Regions from separate parts of the Triticum aestivum genome. Here region 1 is linked to region 2. The links are chromatin contacts, called in public HiCAR-type maps. All regions are on one chromosome and are shown on one strand. The core of a region is the stretch at or near the end of the contact, and the rest is flanking DNA. Distances in the headings are between cores, read along the strand shown.

Region 1 (5,312 bases), core at 2,293-4,792, 240 kb after region 2:
CGGAGGAGCGTGCGGTCGTGGAACGGCGGCGACGGGCACGCCTCGGAGAGGGAGAGCCCCCGCGCGAGACCCGTCCATGTCTGGATGAAGTGGAACGCGCCCATGCCGTCCATGGTCACGTGGTGGATGCCCGTGCCCAGCACCACGCCGCCGCACTTGAGGAACGTCACCTGCCATGCACAAACAGTCCGCACGTTAGTATTTGGAGAAAGGGTCTGTCTAGAATTCAGTCGACCGAAACTTAACAAAGTCTTAGTCGAGTGACGTCAACGTAGTTTTTTGCTACAAGCGGTACAACTGATGTTACAAATCTCAGTCGAGTGACGTCAATGTAGTTTTTTTGCCACAAGCGGCACGACTGATGTTACAAACGGCGACGAAAAATGTTGTGACGGTATTGCAAGCAACGACCACAAATGCTACAACCATCGACGAAGGATGTTGCAACCGATGAGATGAAGTGCTACAACCGATGAGGGATGGCATGCTACAACACAGATGCTGCAACCGGTAGAAAAAATGTTGCAAACGATGGCACAAAATTCTACAAGGTCGACTGAGACTTGCTTAAATCTCAGTCGACTGGGCTTTAGCAAGCCCGTCCGAGAAAAGGCTATGTTTGGCAGCTAATATTTTTAATTTTATTTTAAAGTGGTCTGAGTTTACCCTGTTTTTTTAGAAACTACAGTCTTAAATATATATTTTATATGTTTTCTTTGGCCAGAAAACATCAATTCTATTCATCACGTCATGGTAGCACAAAGAACACAGGAATAACAAAAAATACATATAAGTCCGTAGACTATCTAGCGACCATTACAAACACTGGAGCGAACTGAAGGCGTGTCGCCGTCATTGCCCCTCTCTCTCACCAGAGCCAGGCCAAATTTGTTGTAGTACACAGTTGGAAATTGTGGTGCCAAGGCCCACAAAAACAACAGACTAGAACAACAACTGTACAACAACTATCGACAATGAAGAGATCAACAAATATAACACTTCCATCCATAAACCATAGTATCTATAACATCATTATTTAAAAACGATGTCTTGAGTTTTAGACTACTATGACTTTTAAAACTGTGCCGCAAAATCATCTAATTTGCTAAGTTTGCTCTGTGGGCTGTTCTGCAATTTGTATTCGCGTGGGTTTACTTCAACCGTTCAGTTTATTAGTCCCCATTGTATTTTGGGTGAAACTCTGACAGTAAATTTGAGTAGCAAAATCTAAGTGATATGTTACAAAAAAAATGTTGTTGGATTCATATTCGAAAGAAGTTTCCAATGGGATACTATTTTTGCTACATATAACTTAATTTTTATCTAAAAAATATGGTCAAGATTTTGCCCTAAACCCGGTTAGATGAAGTGGTGGCTAGTGGATAGCACCATATATGAGGAGCGGGATCCTCTAACATGCACAAGGAAAGTCACAAGCTACGGTAACTCTGTGTATAAAAGGAAGAAGGGATGTCGGGGGGCTAGCAATGGCCGCGAATCATTGTAGACCAGATACTATTCATGAATTACTGTGGTTTTTGAATCCATGCGTTAGATCATGGTTTAGGAAAACCTGGGGAAGGGATGTCAGGGTACTGTAGCTTCCCCTGACTTCCCTCCCAATGTCAGAGGATCTGAATCCCATATATGAAGTGTGGGCCAGCCAGCCAAGGTTTGAGCCTCACCTCTATGTATTAGATAAGTATTGAGAATCATTGATTATGTCACTAGTTCTTATTAGGATTAACTATTTTCTTATCAATCTCGTAGCGTGTCAAACATCTCTGGGTTTTGATTATGATGTATACCTAAGGGTTTTCATCACATATCCTAGTGGGGGCGGCTGCACCATGTTAGAATCTTCGGCCACGTAGGCCGGATATGAACTCTTTGCAATTATAGTCTAAAAACAAGCAGACAAGTGTTGAGAATTATCTATCGTGACTTGAAAGCGATGCCATTACTTAATTGTCCAGTAATGGAAGCATCAAGGTAGGCCCTTGTGTTGCTTACAAATTTGCCCCCCAAAAAAAATGCTGTCCTCAGAAGAAGTAAGAGGGAGGAAACCGTGTCCGGCCCACAACCACGGATATCAACGGCGCCGCCACGATCACATCCACGCAACTTGATTCCCGATCGAGATGTTTGTTATCCTGGGGATGAGTCATACGTAGGCACCCCACCAATATGATACTACTACTACTATGCTTTCTTCACGCTATTTAGTCAATAAAATAATGCATTTGTTTGTTTTGAGTTTGAGATTAGCTACCTAGCTTGCCACGCATGCCACACATGGTGCTAGTCTCAATTCTTTTTGAATGGCTATGTGCCTATGTACATGTCAAACTTTGCTAGCTCTCTTTTATCTATTCATTCATGAGAAGCGATATGCGTCGTCCCGAGGGTTTACAAGAAAATTAGACAGAGACTGAGCGTGACACAATAATTTTATGGATGGTACGTCGATCTCAATGTTGTTCTTGCCATTCATATTTTACCCATATATGCTTGGTGTTTATCGATACGGATATGAAGCAATCAATTAATGTTCTATCCGGTTTTCTCCGCCCCTCGCCAATCTCTATCTACTATCTTTTTCCAATGATATGACCTTTTTCCGAAGGCAACATAAGAACAAAATTAAGCTGGCTGCCGCGATTGCAAATCCAATATTGGTTATGTTTTTGACATCATTAGGTCGACGGAATTTGCAGCGTCAGGTCCAACTCCGGCCAAACCGATCGATCAATCTATCCAAGAGAGGTATAGGCAGAGGATTCCTACCTAGCTAGGACTAAATACTGGCACGTCCATGGCCAAGAAGCGGGAATAGGACGAGGCCGGGACGGCAGAAGCAAAGTCATATGATGAAATAGTTTGGCGTGAGGGGCAAAGTTGAACCTGGAACATGGCCATATGGCAGGGCGGGTCGCCGGAGGGCGCGAAGGGCACGAACATCCGCCTGATCTCCGGCGAGGGCTCGTAGCCGCTCCCGAAGAGGTCCTCCCCGGCGACGTCCGGCGCCCTGGCGAGGACGAAGAGCGCTCCCTCGCCGTTGCAGTCGATCTGCAGCCGCCCGCCCTCGCCCTCTCGCCCGAGGCGCCCGGCCAGCGGGTAGAAGAGCACCAGCGCCTTGGCCAGCGCTGCCTTGAGCCGCTCCGGCGAGAAGAAGTCGGCCGAGTCCGTGTCCGGCGCCGCCGTGGCTGGGGCCGGGTAGTAGTAGACGAGCGGCGTGTGCGTCTTGGGCACGGCCAGGTCGAGGTTGGAGAGCCACAGCGCCCGCCGTGGCGTCTCCTCGCTCGGCGCCACCAGCGTCGACTCCACCACCTCCACCTTCATCATCTCCCTGCTCTGTCTGTCGCTCTCAAACAAACTGTGTGCAGAGTCTCTTTGCGTAATCTCGTCTGTGCGCTCGCTTTTGCTTGTGGAGGAGAGTGGAGCTGCGAGGCGGCCATGCTATATAGATGCGCGCGCTCTCGTGTGCCACCCGGCCCGGGTACGTGCATAACCACGCGGCCGGTCGGTGACATGCATACACGGCATGGGACGCTGATGGAACCTACGTACGGGGCCCTTTTTCTTGTTGTTGTGATGATGAATAATCCACACCACAACATCTTGTAGCGGCAGTGAACAGGTGCACGTCGTCGTTATTTAGCAGTGCACTAACTGTAGACGGGGCGACAAGGCCGGCTGAGCTAGAGGGCCGGAATATATGTCTACGTGCAAATGGCTCGACCAATCGAGGAGCTACACGGACCATTGACATAGCATACCATTCAAATCTCTGTGTGCGTCTGCTGCGTGGCGCAGCTTGGGCCTGCCGTGTACTCCGAGGCGTCCTGTAACCTAACGACGGCTTTTGACTTATCTTTTTCGGTTTTGCTGGTTCTCAGCTAGCTGAGAATCCCTCCTTTGGATTAAACACTAGTAGGAAAAGGAGCTTTTACCCCGGTTCATAAGGGCCTTTAGTCCCGTTCTGGAACCGGGACTAAAGGGTCGTTACTAATGCACTAGCCCTTTAGTCCCGGTTCTTACGCGAACCGGGACTAAAGGCCGTTCACGTGGCCGGTGCGGGGAGCCCAGGCAGGAGGGCCTTTGGTCTCGGTTGGTGCCACCAACCGGGACCAATAGGCAGGGCCTTTTGTCCCGGTTGGTGTCACCAACCGGACCCAATAGGCATCCACGCGTCAGCAGCTGGCAGGAGCTGAGGTTTTTGTTTTTTTTGAAAGGGGTGGTTTAGGGGTTTTGGGGGGTTAATTTAGGTGTTTCATATATTGTGTTAGCTAGCTAATTAATAGAGAGAAGTGTCCTCTCTTATCTCCGTGCTTGGTCGATGCTACGTACTATATACGTATGGAGAGGAGTAGACACGCTAGCTAGTAATCAAATGAAGGAAACAGAAGATCGTCATGAACATATGCATACAGAGAGAAGTGATATCGACCACCTTCTCCGAGATATTGGTCGAACAACAAGTTCTCGTATATCTATCCGACACTACCGGCTACATATATACAATAATTATCTCTTACAATACAATCTCCTAATTAAATTGTAGGAACACAGGGTCCACATAGTATTCTCCGTTTTCAGCGATCACGTGGTCAAGGAAGAATGCCGCCAATTCCTCTTGAATTCCTCGCATACGATCTTCTGCTAGGAGTTCATCCCGCTTCCGAAACATCTAATTTGAAGAAGGGGGTCAATACATATATATATGAATAAATGAAACTCAACACAAATGATGGTAATAAAATAAAATTGTGAATATTATTGCTTACGCACTTTATATTGTTCTTCAGTGTAGCCCCGCTCACAGGTCGTGTAGCGGATGGACTCGCAAACGTAGTATCCACAATAATTATTCCCGGGTTCCTGCCACAACCACTTTACAAGAAATAGAGGTCAATCAAACTGATAAGCAAGCATGCTAAATGGTATTGATGAAACTAGCGCTTGAATCACTAGGAGATGCGCGGAACATGCTACTATAGTACTTACTTTCGGGTGATTAAATTGCAGCTTCTTCGGCAGTCCCGGAGCTTTTGAGGTGAATTTTCTCCAAACCCTGCCAGACAAAGAAAACAATTACTTGATATCAGGAAATGAACAAAGTTGCTGATATGGTGGATAATGATCGATTTAACTTACTTCTCGAGCATTTGAGTCATGTTCGCATAGTCCTGGGGATCTTTTCGTCTCGAGTCTAAGACGGTTACTACTCCCTGCTCAAGCTTAATCTCTAGGAGAATATAATGGAAGCTGCGCATGCATGCATAAGTCATCAATTACATTACCATAACCTG
Region 2 (4,867 bases), core at 126-2,625:
CAAGTATGGCTCATTAATAGTACTCAACGCTTATCACTTGCACTCGGACTGGGAACACAATTAAAAAAATGTCATATTTTATCTTTCCTTCCTTCCATTTTTTCAATCCATGCAGGAGAGCTGCATGTATTTGTTCAGTAAGTACACACTTTGTCTACCATGTAACACAGAATTCAAATTCAGCATAGTTGCTTTCTCTACAACTCAAAAGGGTCTGAGGAATCTCCTTTGTCGTAACTTTATAGTACAAGCAGATGTAGGAAAAACAAATCAAATTGCCTTGCTTGGTGCTTTTAGGTTCTACTGTTCTAGTAGGAGCAACCTGGTACTGGGTAACCTACACCATCACCATTTTTAATTGCAAAAGAGACATACGTATAGCATTATATAATGCCTAAATAATGCAGCAAAAGACACAATCGTGTCTCTGTTTGACGCAATCGAGGGCGAATATTTCCCATCATACCTAAGATTTTACTTGAAACATAGGCCGCAGCAAAACATTTCCTAACATACACTCGGAACATCTACAAGAACTGACTTATAGCAACTCATCAAACCTAAGATTTTGCTTGAAAACATGCGCCGGGGCAAAACAGTTTTTAAATACTTTCACAATCAGTTGGGAACCAAGCCTATTCCCCAACAACTCAATTGCCCAAAACCTCATCTACTCCCACAAACTGCAAAACTCTCTCACTCCTCATCCTTGGCATCACAGACTGACACTATAGTGACCACAGAATGGGCAGCTACTGGATACAATTGTGAACCATGATTCAGACGGCAATTTCGCCCAAAATCCTCGACTCGGCGCTTCTCCTAAGCGGCAAATCCAGACGAGACCCGAGCGCGGATAGTATCAGACCTCCCAATCGCCACGAAACTTGGGGACAAACGGGCGCGCTGGTTGATTGGGATCAGGGCAGAAATGCTCTGCTCCCGGTCCCCCACCCCACCCACCCTCTGAAACAAAAATCCCAGGCGCACCTCGCCTCCGTCGGCGCGCCCAAATCGGCGGCCTTGGGATGGGAATCCGGCGAATTGCGGGGAGGGCGACTCGATCGACCTCTCTAGACGACGGAAGGGAGAGGAATACAGTGGTGTTAGAGAGATAGAGAAAGGGGAGGGGAAAGAAAAGAACTTGGAGGGTACACACACCAGTACGGCGCAAGCGGATCGGGTCGTGGCTCGCGACAGCGCAAGCCGGACGAGGGGACTACTCCCCGTCGTCTCCACCGGCGCCGGGGACGACGGTAGGTCGGCGGAGGATGGTGGCGACCGGCGGCGGCGGCGGCGGCACGAGAAGGGGATGAGGCGGGGAAAGGGGGTGGGGTGGGGAGTGCGGGCGCGCTGCAACGGCCGTTTGATGACGTGTGGGGCTCAGACACGGACGCGATAGATAAGGCGGAAAAGCGCGCGGAGGCCCTCGAGCAAGATCGTATTCGCAGATCGGTCCCCGTGACACGTCAACACCAATTAGGAGAAATATCTGTCCAGCAAAAAGTAAAAAAGCACGAGGTCAACACTCATCAGCAAAATGGACCCAATGATAAGGTTTTCATTTTTATTCCAAGTTCTAGCTTGAAGACTAAAAGCTATTTTCTTCTGTCCAATTTATTTCTCCCTCTCGTGCCATGACTAACGCAAATCTTCCCTTCCTTCCATCGATATCTGTCGATGAGCCTTAGGATTCGCCTCCCCTCTGACCGTTGCTTCGATGGCCGGTGACGAGGAGAGGAATCCTAGTGACTCGGCTTTGGCTGGTATATGGGTCAGGATTTTAGTCCTTACATGGGCGGCTCTCGGGTAGATGATCTTCGAGTCAGTTTTTTGAACTCTGATTCTCCCCGAGTTCGTTCATGGGACGCATTCAAAGGAGCTACAACGTAGATTTCTGCCAACTTCTCGATAAGAGCAGCGTGGTTAGGGTTTTCTTCGTGTATACTCGACGACGAGATTTGGTGTCGGGTCATTCACATCGATTCAAGGGTTCAAAAACGAAGACTGTGACTCTGGGGCGTTGGTCCTTATGGGCACGTGCACGAAAACTAGTCGGCCATCACCAACAAGGTCAGATGGGCTATAGTATGGGAGGGTGACAATGGCGCGTCAACAACTCATTTTGGCGGCGACAGTGATCGTTCGATGGTCCAAGGACGTCGATATAACGTTTGTTATATGGGCGCTGCTACGCGTCCGCCGGCAGATATATTAAAATTATTCTTCGCCTGGACAGACGTTGGATCCCCGAGCTGTTAGACGTTCAATCTAGTGTGCGCGCCCCGCATGCCTCCGTCATTATTTCCGCAACATGTGCAATGTTGCAGAAACAAGACAACAAACTTGCCCCCGGCCCCGACAGAGCTGCGCCCAGCGCGCCGCCGCCGTCAACCCGCCACCAAAATCAGCCCGCCGCCGGCGTGCAGGAGCTAAGTTGAACTCTCTGCAACACCATGGCCCACCATATCCCGTGTCAGATGCTTGGATCGCTCACCGAGGGGCCCTACTTGGAGAACAGGCGCGGCCTCTACTCCAGCATGATGGCGACGAGCTCCCACGCCAGGCACCCCTTTGACGATTTCTGCAACTGAAGCTATGTTTCTGAAACATGTGTCGTGTTGCAATGCTTGGCCTCGTACTCTGTAACATCGTGCGCTCCTCCAACGCTTTCTGCAACTGGGGCTATGTTTCTAAAGTAAGACCCATGTTGCATAAGGAAAAAATCTTCGCCGTCGAACCATTTTTTCTGAAACAAGACTTCTGTTGCAGAAACTTTCTAAAACTAGACCCTGTTGTTGAAAAAAAAACTTCACCACAAAATCATTTTTTTATTTCTGAAACAAGATCTCTGTTGCAGGAGCCTTCTCAAACAATACGGTTGTTGCAAAAAAAATGGCTGCACATGACTTGTGGCCAGTGTGAGCACTCGATCAAGATTGATCCGACGGCTACGCAGGCAGCGGACGCTCCGCGTGCATCCGTCGGCTGAAGAATAGCGTTTTCCTTGTTTTATTTGAGATGTTTGTACTTCCAATGAACTCTTATACCAGATCCGGATTTTTTTAATAGTTATATAGTGTCCTCTCTGCTCCTTCTCTTTTATGTGCACTTAATTAATTATGCTTGATATTTGGTCTCTCTTCCCTGTGAATGTGATGTGCATTGTTTCGCTCGTGTTCACACGGACGGTGAGTCTATGCCGCCACCTACACCTGCCTACCTACCTGTATATCTGTCTCTCAGTGTTCATTGGCTAGCTTCACCGGCCCGATCGGCCAGGGAAGGAAAAGACACGTAGACAGAGAGCTGTATTCTACACAAATTGCACCCTTCGTCCCATAATACAAAAACGTTTTTCGAGCTATAGCTTGAAAACCGTTCTTATGGGACAGAGGGAGTATATAAGTGAACGTATTAAAACATTTATGTTTTAAGCACACTGCATAATGTAAAAAAAATGTATAGTGGATGCTCTTTTAGTCTCATCCTTGGTCACTGTTTTTGAACATGCAAAAAAAAACATCTTTGAAGACAGTCGTATATATGCTCACACATATTTACCCAATGAACGCACACAAGCACCCTAACTCTATGGGCACCTCCGAGATAACTAGATATACATAAACATGTGGTAAGAGGTCATGTCTTAATTAGGAGAAGGCAAGCTTTTCTATATTTTTTGTTTCTCTATCTCAGACATTTACCCAACGTGGCATTTATAAGATAGAACTATTGTACACGGCCTAACTCAGCATCGTCAACCTCGATTCCATCAGACTAAAACTCTAACCTCAATTCTTCTGAACAGGTCTGAAACCTGGACATCTTCGTCTCAGCTCTCAACTTTTGCTTGCGGCGTTATTATAAAATGTTTTGAATGTTTTAATGCAGGGTACGTACTGACTGAAATGAGTGAGCAAGTAAACTAAAATACGTCTATATACATTTGATTCATTTAGACAAAGTTAGAGCGTTTTATAATATCGAATGAGCGAGTATTTCTTTTCTTTCTTTTAGGGCGTGCGGCCGAGCCATCCAAAGATGACTCGTTGTTGACTCAGCGCCAGCCTCCACGGCCACTTGTTGCTCTCTATTTTACAGATCAAGCGCGTGAAGGATTAAACAATCCTACTTGCAGGAGCGTGCGAATCCCATGGCATCCTCTTGTTACTTTCTCAAGGCTATCCATCCACCAGTAGCCTCTAATTAATCTGCCGGTGCTGAATAATTAGCTAGTGCGTGCGTACGTAGCAAGCATGTCTATGTTGCACTCACGGAGGACAAGTGTATGGGCTGCAAGTTCAGGATCAGCAGAGTCCAGAGAGATGCAGTTGATTTACGCAGCACATCTCCATCAGTCGGCGCTTCCAGCCAAGCACGCACGCCTTAAATAACGTCTCTGAGCTCAGCCGTCGGTCTCACGCCGACGACACATCTGGCCGTGCCTCCCTGCTTCCTCCTCGCCGGCCTACCTGCTGCATCTGATCTCATCTCCAGGGTGATCGCTCCATGGCATGATCATACATCAGATTTGCCAAAACATCTTGCTCGATCCGATCAGGGAAGAGACTGGGAGCATGATGAAGATGAACACCTGCTGCTTGCTCATCTAGCTAGCTTTGCCATTATTAGCGAGACGGATGGAGACTGCTGCCTGCACCTATCTGCGTCAGCGTGCGTGAATCATCACGCCGGTCCTCATCCTTCCCTTCCGTCGCCTCTTTCACGTGTGGGCTGTGATGCGCCGGGGCCCTCCTCCTCACCCTGCCTCCTTCTTTCTTCTTCTTCTTCTTCTTCTTCTTCTTCTTTTTTCGCCCGAGTCCTATTTTGCTTTCTATATTGCTCTACAGAAACAGCACGTGAC

Evidence for each region. HiCAR-type assays count read pairs that join an accessible place to other places.
Region 1: a contact with region 2 is called in a HiCAR-type map of leaf, with 5 times the contacts expected there. The contact joins the promoter of LOC123169430 here to the promoter of LOC123165196 in region 2. A contact is called at or near these places in 1 of 5 Hi-C or Micro-C datasets (leaf) and 1 of 1 datasets of contacts at active chromatin or transcription factors (leaf).

Annotation. Positions count from the first base shown.
Region 1 is chr7D:623,197,699-623,203,010 of IWGSC CS RefSeq v2.1, forward strand. It overlaps LOC123169430 (putrescine hydroxycinnamoyltransferase 1), which reads right to left and starts at 3,543. Exons shown (of 2, transcript XM_044587305.1): 1 at 2,905-3,543; 2 at 1-170. The coding sequence starts at 3,345.
Region 2 is chr7D:622,959,663-622,964,529 of IWGSC CS RefSeq v2.1, forward strand. It overlaps LOC123165196 (probable protein phosphatase 2C 60), which reads right to left and starts at 1,376. Exons shown (of 5, transcript XM_044582826.1): 1 at 1,162-1,376.